Regions from separate parts of the Mus musculus genome. Here region 1 is linked to region 2. The links are chromatin contacts, called in public promoter capture Hi-C maps. All regions are on one chromosome and are shown on one strand. Each heading gives the region's core, a stretch centred on a gene start, on an enhancer-like site or on the middle of the called end of the contact. The rest is flanking DNA. Distances are from core to core; before and after follow the strand shown.

Region 1 (5,322 bases), core at 690-3,189, 2.7 Mb after region 2:
GAACACCGACATTTCTGTAAGTAACCCCTTCACTTAAGTTTCATAAAGAAGTCCAATAAAATCACTGGTTCCCCCAAGGTGGGATAGTACCTTGGCTTGTCATTGGAAGGATGGGTAGACACTGTTTCTACCTCCTTCTAAAGAGGAATACTTAGCAACACTCACAAGTGTGCCCTTCATATGTCACACTGATAAAACAATACAATTTAAAAGACATGATGCGGACAAGTCCAAGCTGGAGCAGGAGACAGGAGGAGGAATAGCGACAGTGGTGACTGGCCTGGCTGCCGCCACAGTACCCTCAACTGAGTCCACTCAACAGTTCACAGGGCTCTGGGACACAGTTCCCAGACAGACGCCCTCATGGATCCAGAGTGGAAGTTAGGGGACTTTGGGCATCTCACTAGAGTGTGACATCCTTCTGATAGGATGGTGATGAGGAGGGCTGTGTGGTTCCTGTCCCCCTAGATGGCATGGGAGGAACAAACATGGCCATGTGGCAGAGGCAAGAGCAACTTTCTTATATTTTCGGTTGTGAGCCTAGCCTTTAATGGCTGAGCCATCTCTCCAGCCCAAGAACAACTTTCTTAAGATCACGGACAACCTCTTGGAAACATGCCAGCTACCCTATGCCTGCCACTCTCTGCTCTGCCCTCTTTTCTCTTAGCTAAGCACCGGCGAACTCAGTCATGTCTTGCTTCTTTCTCTTGCCCTGGGTCTGTTTTCCTCCACCACACAAACACACAAAGCAGTGCACAGGTCTCTTGTTCTCCGATGAACCCTTGGCAAACATGACTGACAAAGGGCTCCATACATTTTTAACGAACCGCACTGTCAGGAGTGCCAGCCTCAGTTGGCTCTCGGTGGATTAGCCTGGTAGGGGCAGAGGGCTGGGTCCGTGTCAGTTCCAACCCAGTGGAAACACCCATTCCACTCCAGGCTCAGAAAGGCCAAGTAATTGGCTCAAGATCACCCAGCCAAGAAGTGCTAGACGCTGATGCAGAACCCAGGTCTCACTAGCCCCTTTCTTACTTAGAGCTAGCCAGACCAGGGAGGAAGCCCATTGTGCTTATCAGCCAGCTCCACTCGGGGTCAGGATGCCCTCACATTGGAAGCAACTACATTTTATTCCTGTTTACTTTTCTGGCCACATCACCAGATCCAAGTGAATGAGAGAATATGTGAATGGAGGGCACTCCACAGTGGCCTGCAGAGTCAGACATTCCGAGATTTTAGTTTGGTTTTTGCCCTTTATTAGCTGTGTGACCCTGGCAAGTCTATTAGCATCTCTGATCCTTGTTGCTATACGTAAAGGCTTGGCATAGGAGCTGGGGTTTAACCAATGTACAACAGAGCTTAACTTGAAAAGTTGGGGTGGGGCTGCTGGTTTTGTGGCTGAGCCCAGGTCAATGTTCAAATGGAGGTGAAGATATCCCTGGGCAGGGATGCTCTGTGCTACTGAGACCCTGACTACAGTAACTTAGAGCGGTATGAGTTTGGTACCGTGTTCCACTAGTGTTTACTAGCTGTCTGGTACTGTTCTGCCTGAACAATTTATTTGGTTGGTTGATTTCGGTTTTTGGTGGTTTTGCTTTTGTTTGACAGGGTCTCATGTAGACTAGGCAGGGTTCCAACTGTCTCTGGCCATAACCTTCTGATTGTCTTCCCCTCACTTCTAGATACCCACTAACCTCATCTCCCAATTTCTGGGGTTAGAGGTGTACATCACCAGCCCTCTGGGTTTGCTTGGAACTGTGGGAGATCCATCATCCTGCTTCAGTTTTTAAAGTGCTGTGTCCCCACGCCCGGGAAGCCACATTTTGTACTTTCCACACATGCATTAGTATCTTTTGAGGGACCTTAGCTAGAGAGAGCCAACAGGAAAAGAGACAAGCCCTTAAGTCCAGTCCTCAGGCCCCATGGGGACATGACTGGACCAAGATGCTGGTAGCGCGGGCGAAACGTGCTGTGCATCCCGCGCGGCAAGGCGCCTGGGCACCGCCCGCCTCTGCCCCGCCCCTAGTCCTCGGTGTGTCCAGTCGCACACTGACCATGCAAATGAAGCTCTTAGGGAGAGCCTATTGGAGTGAGGGAGGGGCGTGGTCTATCACGCAAGTCCTGGGCCGCGTTTTGATTCATTGTTAAAATAGAGGCTGTGACTCTGGCACCAGTTCCTCCGCCGCCCGGAGAGTGGAAACCCGAGTCCAGGTCAGAACCCCGCGGCTAGCGGAACTAAGCTGGCTGGAAAGGGGAGGCCAGAGGAGGTAAGCTGAGAGACCCCGAGGAGCTGGTCGGCCGGCTTTGGGAAGAGGGGACTCAGGGTCCATTCTCCGGGTGGGGCGTGCAAATGCACGAAGGCTTTTTGTAGTTAAATTCTTATCTAATGTGCATTTTAGGGAAGATTTCTGCCAGTTGGCTGGGGGGAGTCGTGAAGGAAACTGGAGTCATAAGGGGCACACGAAGAGCCCCCGTTTAGCTTCCCTGGAAAAGGAGCTACGTTCTCTATCCAAGAGGATGCTCTTCTCGGTGGCTGGACCAGAAAAGAACAGCCCAGGTTTGTGCAGCGCATCCACCCACCCATCCATCCATCTATACATCCATTATACAAAACGGGAACTAAGCAGAGCAGGTAAGTGGTCGCCCTAGGAGGAACTCAAGCTCCGTGGATCCTCCCGTGGGGCTTCCACTCTCCAAGGGACCGACCTAGAGCCCCAGGGGAGAACCCTAAATTCCTCAGCTCAGCTGAAATTGCCAACAAAGGCTTGACCCTCCCCCCACCCCCAGCTCTATCATCACCAAGTAGGTCAGGCATGAGGTGACCCAATGGTGCTATGAGGTACTTGAGCTCTAGGGCATGCTGGCTATCTCCTGCTAATACCCCTCCCTGCCTGTGGATGAGTGAGATGAATCTTCTCTCCCAGAGTCACTCTTAGGGTGTGGACATTGTAGCCTCCAGAACAGAGAAGACTGGACCGGTAGGCTAGGCTGGGTGTGTAGCTCAATGGTACAGCAATTTTCTAATGCCTGCCCCAACTTGGGTCTGATCTTTAGAACAGGGAAAACAAAACAAAATAAAACAAAAAAAAAAAAAAACGCAGTGGTTCTCTTTTGGCTAAACTCAGTCACAGAGGAGTTTTGTGACCTTAGGCGGTGTTCACTTTTGTGTAACACTTTGTCCTCAAGTATGGAAATACCTAGCCAGCCCTTTGCATCCCTCTGTGTTTGCCAAGGGACCCAGGTGACTTGGCAGTGTGATCCAGCCCCCACAGGGTCACCTCTGAGCTGTAGGAGACAGACCTGAGCCTTCAGCTGGACCAGTGCCACCTCTGTTGGGGAACCTCTCTGAGCTTTGATGGCCTCCTCTAAAGCTGGTGTTAACTTGAGCAGAATAAGAGAGGAGGTATAAGTTTATAAAGCTAGACACTTGGGGATGACCGGGGCGACTGCCTAACATGGTGTACCCTGGGATGGATCAACAAAACAAAATTGGGGGGCTGGGGGAGTTGTCTTCTTTATTTGGTGTGTGTGTGTGCACATGGAGGAAAGAGGTTGGTCACAGGCCACACTACTTTTGGAGATAGGGTCTCACTGAGCCTGGAGTGGGCTGATTCAGCTAGACTGGCTGGCCCAGTGAGCAACAGGGATTCCTCGGTGCTCATCCCCCATCTTGGAAAATTGTGCTTGTGTCCTGGGCTTTCAGATGCAAGTCCTCATGCTTGTTGGCAGCTCTTCCTTTTTAAGAGATGGAGACCCGGTGTGTGGCCTGTGCACTCTGACCCCAAACTTGCACCCTCACAAGATCCTCTGCCTCATGCTGGGAGCAGGGAGCCACCTATGGCTGGGAACTTGAGGAACTTGGTTTTTGGGGTTGTTGTTTTGTTTTGTTTTTTTGAGACAGAGTTTCTCTGTGTAACAGTCCTAGATGTCCTTCAACTGGATTTGTAGACCAGGCTGGCCTAAAGCTGGGTGGGTTCCACCACACCCAACTTTTTCAAACATACCTTTCTTTCTCTCTCTCTCTCTCTCATTCTTTCTTCCCTTGGTAAAAATTTGGATTTTATGAACAGCACAAGGAAAATTATACATTCAGGGTCCTTGGAACATTGTTCAACACTATACATTAAAAGTCATGTGTAGGGAGCTGGTGAGATGACTCAGCAGGTAAGAGCACTGACTGCTCTTCCGAAGGTCCTGAGTTCAAATCCCAGCAACTACATGTTCAAATCCCAGCTCACAACCACCCATAATGAGATCTGACGCTCTCTTCTGGTGCATCTGAAGACAGCTACAGTGTACTTATGTATAATAATAAATAAATCTTTGAGCCGGAGCGGGCAGAGACTGAGCGAGAGGGCTGACCAGAGCAAGCAGAGGTCCTAAATATAGTTCTCAACAACCACATAATAAATAAATAAATAAATAAATAAATCTTTAGCCGGGCAGTGGTGGCACACGTCTTTAATCCCAACACTTAGGAGGCAGAAGCAGGCGGATTTCTGAGTTCGAGGCCAGCCTGGTCTACAGAGTGAGTTCCAGGAGAGCCAGGACTATACAGAGAAACCCTGTCTTGAAAAACCAAAATCAATCAACCACATCTAGGGCACTGACTGCTCTTTTTTTTTAAAGATTTATTTATTTATTTATTTATTTATTTATTGTATACAACTACACTGTTGCTGTCTTCAGACACACCAGAAGAGGGTGTCAGATCCCATTACAGATGGCTGTGAGCCACCATGTGGTTGCTGGGAATTGAACTCAGGACCTCTGGAAGAGCAGTCAGGGCTCTTAACCCCTGAGCCATTTCTCCAGCCCTGACTGCTCTCCAATACTCAGCAACCACATGGTGGCTCACAACCATCTGTAATGAGATCTGATGCCCTCTTCTGGTGTGTCTGAAGACAGCTACATGGTACTCATACACATAAAATAAATTAATAATTCTTTTTTTTTTTTAAGAACATGCAGTATGTTTGGGCACTTAGCCGATGTTACTGTTTGTTGAGTGAATACATGAAAAGAAAAATGGGTAGACAGCTTTGTCTGGCTTGGACACATCAGGGGTAGGATCTACACAGTGGCCCACCAGTTATCAGGTTTCTGTCCCAATCTTTCCCAGGCCCCACCTAGAGAACCAGCCACTGTGGCTTCCCTGCTATGGAGGAAGTGGCTATGAATATCCCAAGTATACAACCTGAAGCCAGTGTATCTGCCAAGAACCACTGTCTGAGCTGCTGTCACCCTGGGGATGTCCATGGAGCAAGACACCAGGTAGGCCGGCTTTGTCTTGTGATGGGTGGTTTGGAATGCAGTCAGTGTTGG
Region 2 (4,833 bases), core at 1,503-4,002:
TTCCCACATGGAAGTCCCATCAGCCTGTCAGCATGGGCGTGCTTGGTAGAAATGTCAGTACCTTGACTCCACGGGGGCCTCGGGAAAGGTGATGTTCAGGAAGACCTTCCTGCCCTGTTAGAACGGTGTCTGTTATTCCAGGTTAAGTGCTTTCTATTAGCTCTTGGGAAAGCATGCAAACTCTGGGGTCTGGCAACCTGAGAGTATGAAGAACTCCCTGTGCCCCCATACTGGAAGCCACATAGTCCCACATAGCTGGTGGAAGGAAAAAACAAACAAAACAAAAAAACAGTGGGATGCATGTCTCTAGCAGCTTTGGGGAGCCTCTGGGCCTGCCTGAGTTGGGTTTTTGGGTGCCTTGACCTCAGGCCCAGCCCTCTGGACCTTTCAGGGACCATGGCTTCTCCTCTCTTGGCATCCTCATAGCAATACTTCACAATTTCCTTTCCCCCGGCCTCCCTTGCCCCTGCTCTTCCCGCCTGCCTGTGAGCCAGGGTGGGGTGTGTGTGTGTGGGGGGTCCCTGATGGCCACTCTCCCCAACAGGCCTCCCTAAACCCCAGTAATCACAAGTTGGATGAGGACCTGTGCCAGACGCTCACACAGCGTTACGTGAGCATCATGAACAAGCTGCAGAGCTTAGGCTACAACGGGCGGGTGCACCCGGCACTGACAGAACAGCTGGTCAATGAGTACGGCATCCTGCGCGAGCGGCCTGAGCTGGCGGCATCTGAAGGTGGCTGCTACACGGTGGACTTCTTGCAGCGTGTGCTATTGGAAACCGTGCACCCCAGCAAGCTCACGGACGCCCTCCTGCTGCTCTCCTGCCTCCATCAGCTGTCCCACGATGACGGCAAACCTATGTTCATCTGGTAACACCCGGTGCCCGGCTGGCCCAGGCTCACTTCACCCTGTAGGCCATTGTGCATGGCCATTAAAGTTTCCCACAGACTCTGGTCACTGGGCCCAAGCCACACCTTCCTGCTCCAGTGGGGTGGGGTGGGGGGGCCACATTCACATTACAGCCTCCCTGGAGAGACAGAGCTCTCAGACACTGTCTTTCTAATGGGATTAAATGGAAGGTCCCAAATTCCCTTTTTACTTGGTAATGAAAACAGAAGTTCTGGGAGCGGAGGAAAAAAAAGAGGGAGTAGGATCAGGAACAGGGAAGGGATGATGCAGAAAGAAAGGATACTTCCCTGTTCTTAGCAAAGGGGTAGGGAGCCTCAGGGCCTTGGGGCAGGACAGTAGAGGTAAGAGAGCCAGATGCCACCTCATCCAAACCTGGGCAAGGGAGCCTGGGAGATGGCAGCCCCTTGTGAAGATGCCCAAGGTCTGAGAAAAGGATGGGTTCTGTCTAAGCATGGGGGACCAGAGCTGACCAGAGAATGAAAAACATGGGTTGGGGGGGATAGGGCGAGGGATTGTGGGAGGGGGGACCAGGAGCAGGGGGCATCTATGGGGATGTAAAATGAATAAATAAATGAAAAAAAAGGAACATGGGTTGGAAAAATTGGGGCCCTTGTGGGAGGGGGGTATTGAAATCAATGGGTAGGCTGAGATTGGAAACATCGTGGTGTTTCTAGAAGAGTGGAGACCAAAATGGGGTTGGTTCATGAGAAGGGCAGTGTGGAAAAGCCTGGAGTAGTTTCTGGCTTGCCTGAAGTTGCAGGCGCTAGGGCAGTGACAAGGCAGAAAGGAATAAAAGAACTAGGGACTTAGAAAACCAGTTCTTGCCAGTCAAGGAACAGCAGAGCCTTGGGGGGGGGGGGGCGGATTCAAACAGGAATCTATCAGTACCAATACAACTTCCGGTTAGAAAGAGGCATGGTTCTCCAGCTGGGATACCTCGCCCCACCCCCACCCCCACCCCCACCTGCCCTGCAGAGTTCAATGCCTTCTGCCCAGACTGCCCAGCTCATCAACAGTTGCCTTCATCCAAAGTCTCCAGGACTATCCTGGCAAGCCGGCTGAAGATCGCCAGCCAAGACAAACCTGATGGGTTACTTAAGAGACACTGATGGTCGATGTCAGGGTGTTTGCTGGCTCACAGCTGGAGTTAAGGAGTCAGACTTCCAAGGGGAGCCAAGAAAAGTCTGTGAAAGCCCAAGGGATCATTGTCAAGAAACTAAAGTCAAGAGGGGCGGTGCTGGTACATGTCTTTAATCCCAGCAATCCGGAGGCAGAGGCAGGCAGATCTCTGTGAGTTCGAGGCCAGCCTGGTCTACAGAGCAAGTTCCAGGACAGCCAGAGTCACAGAGAAACCCTGCCCCGAGAAACAAAACAAAACAAACAAAAATAAAACACAGAATTAAAAGAACTTAAGTCTGTTACAGGGCTCATAGAATGGAGGATTTCCTTTTACCTGTCTGGGCAAGCTGCCTCAGGTGTAGAACTAACGGTCCCTCCCCGGGTTTGAAGTCTCAGCCTCTGCAAGCCATCGGTGCTGAGTCTCTGCACTAAGCCAGGCACCGGATTGAGAGGCTGTGGTGAACCTACCTGGCTGTGAGTAGTCAGGCTGTAAAGTGTATTGGAGGGGTGGGGGAGGGGAGAGTAGGCAGGGCCCTAAGTTTTTCTCCGAAGCACTAAGTGGACCCCCGCAAGTACAAGGAGGAAATAGGGCAGGGCTGTAAAGCTCGGATTTCTTTTACGGGTTTTTTTTTTTTTTTAAATTGTTGTTCGTTTCCAACCGCCACAGAAGTTCTGAGTGGGTGGGGCCAGTGGCCAGCACTCAGGCTCGCGGGACGTCCGGGCATTACTAGCGGCGCGCACAGGTTGTGCCACCTGGTCTTGACCTCCGCCGCCGCTGGAAACCAATGAGTCTCCCTGACATTTCGCGGCGAAGGAGCCCAGTGCCCCAAGAGGACTGGCCCCTGACACCCAACGCCCTGAGGCCTTCACCTTTCCCGAACCCAGTGCTGCAAGCCCTCTACAGTTTATCCCGCGTGCTGCTTTTCCCGACTTACTGGTCCCTGGACCAGTTGCTGGGCTGCTGGGCACCAAGCGTCCGATCCAAAAGCTTGGGGTGGTTCAAAGTCCTGGCAGGAAGTGGGGTGTTGCTACCACTGGTGGTGGTCGGCCTACCCTTAGCGTTGGTCGGCCTTGCGCTCTGGCTGCCCCTCCAGGTCTGGCGCCGCCCCTTCTGCTATCAGCCCCCTCCGGCATGCTGGGTGTGGCCACAGCCCTGGCATCCGCCTGCTGAGCGCCGGCGCTGCTTTGTCTTTCTCACTGCTAATCTGTGCCTATTGCCCCACGGGCTGGCTCATTTTAACAACCTGTCGCACAGCCTGCAGCGCGCCGAGGCTGTAGGGGCCGCACTGCTAGATAGCCTTCAATCGTCACAGTATAGGGTTTCCGAATGCAGTCAGCCGCCGCCTAGGGTGCCTGGTGGTGAGCTGAAGGCCACATTACCTATGGGCTTGGACTTCGTGTGTCTGCAGGAAGTGTTCGACCTCCGCGCAGCTCGTCGTCTTGTGCGTGTCTTGGTACCAAATCTGGGCCCGGTGATATATGATGTGGGCACATTTGGCTTAATGGCTGGGCCGTACATCAAGGTACTGGGCAGTGGGCTTCTACTGGCCTCGCGCTACCCGTTGCTGCGTGCCACCTTCCGTTGCTTTCCTAACGCTCGTCGCGAGGACGCCATGGCCTCCAAAGGTCTACTATCAGTCCAGGTACTAACCCAGGCTGCAGTGAGCCCTAGCGGGGAGAGCGTAAGCAATAGATTTAACCAGGAGAGCAAGAAGACCTGGAACTGTGGGTGGTGTTGCAGGCGCAGCTAGGCATCGTGGACGGGCACCCCATCGTGGGATACCTTCATTGTACACATTTGCATGCACCCGTTGGTGAGCCCTGCAGGAGGGTTTGAAATGTGGGTAGGTAGCCCCTCTTCTCTCCTTCGAAGGCAGTAGGTCCCTTAACCTTACCAACACGTCTGTCCCCACATCCCAATGTTCTCTGCCCCAGACATCCCAAGAAATGCCTTGGGTGGTTTACAGATCAGGACCCACAGGGTGAGGTCTTAGATCCCTACTCTGGGCTAAGCCAACTTCATCTCTCCTCTCAGAGGATGGACATATTCGCTGCAAACAGCTAACGCTGCTGCTGGAATGGGTGGAAGAGTTCGAGGCTGAGAACCGGCAGAGTGATGAGGCTGTAGCCTTCAGCGTCCTCCTGGGAGATCTAAACTTTGACAACTGCTCCCAAGGTAAGAAGCTGGGGTGAGGTGGAGCCAAGAGACCCAGCTCTGCCCACTGAGAAACGGCTTTTCTCCACAGATCATGCCAAGGAGCAGGGCCATAAACTCTTCAGCTGCTTTCAGGACCCCTGCCGGCTAGGCGTTTGCCAGGAACAGCCCTGGGCCTTAGGTACTGCTGCTGGGTAGGTGGGAGAACAAGTCTGTGGGATGTCTGTCAGCAAGGTGGCCTGCTGCTGAGTCTGCTCTTCCCTGGACTCCACAGGGACAATCTTGAATTCCTCCATGCTACGCCACTCCATTGCCTGCTCCCCAGAGATGCTTCGGAGGTGAGTGGACTCCTTGAGCCCCAGGCACTACTAGGCCAGCTGAGAGAAACGTCCCTAGCCTCAGGAATGCTGTCCCTCTCCTAGGGCCCTGAGACAGGAAAAGGGGCGCCGCCTGTACCTGTCAGGGCCCCTTCATGGGAGTTACCCAGCTCAGTCCTGGAAGGGCCGGCGTCTGGACTACATCACCTACCGCAGAGTACCCGGGAGTCGCCTGAGCCCAGTAAGTGCCTCACCTCAGGGCTGCTGGGCTTGCTTTAACTGAAAACACCTCTCAACTTGACACCTGCCCGGCAGGAGGCGGAGCAGGTGAC

What was found. Promoter capture Hi-C pulls out the DNA fragments that hold promoters and counts their contacts.
Region 1: a contact with region 2 is called in a promoter capture Hi-C map of embryonic stem cells, with 2.4 times the contacts expected there. The contact joins the promoter of Triobp here to the promoter of Smpd5 in region 2. A contact is called at or near these places in 2 of 39 promoter capture datasets (embryonic stem cells and liver).

The regions. Positions count from the first base shown.
Region 1 is chr15:78,945,785-78,951,106 of GRCm38.p6, forward strand. Triobp (TRIO and F-actin binding protein) reads left to right here and starts at 1,940. Exons shown (of 25, transcript NM_001039156.1): 1 at 1,940-2,264; 2 at 2,397-2,554; 3 at 5,120-5,271. The coding sequence starts at 5,249.
Region 2 is chr15:76,291,620-76,296,452 of GRCm38.p6, forward strand. Smpd5 (sphingomyelin phosphodiesterase 5) reads left to right here and starts at 2,753. Exons shown (of 7, transcript NM_001195537.2): 1 at 2,753-3,672; 2 at 3,771-3,843; 3 at 4,065-4,205; 4 at 4,276-4,365; 5 at 4,459-4,522; 6 at 4,607-4,742; 7 at 4,817-4,833. The coding sequence starts at 2,815. It overlaps Spatc1 (spermatogenesis and centriole associated 1), which reads left to right. Exons shown (of 5, transcript NM_028852.1): 5 at 545-953. The coding sequence ends at 874.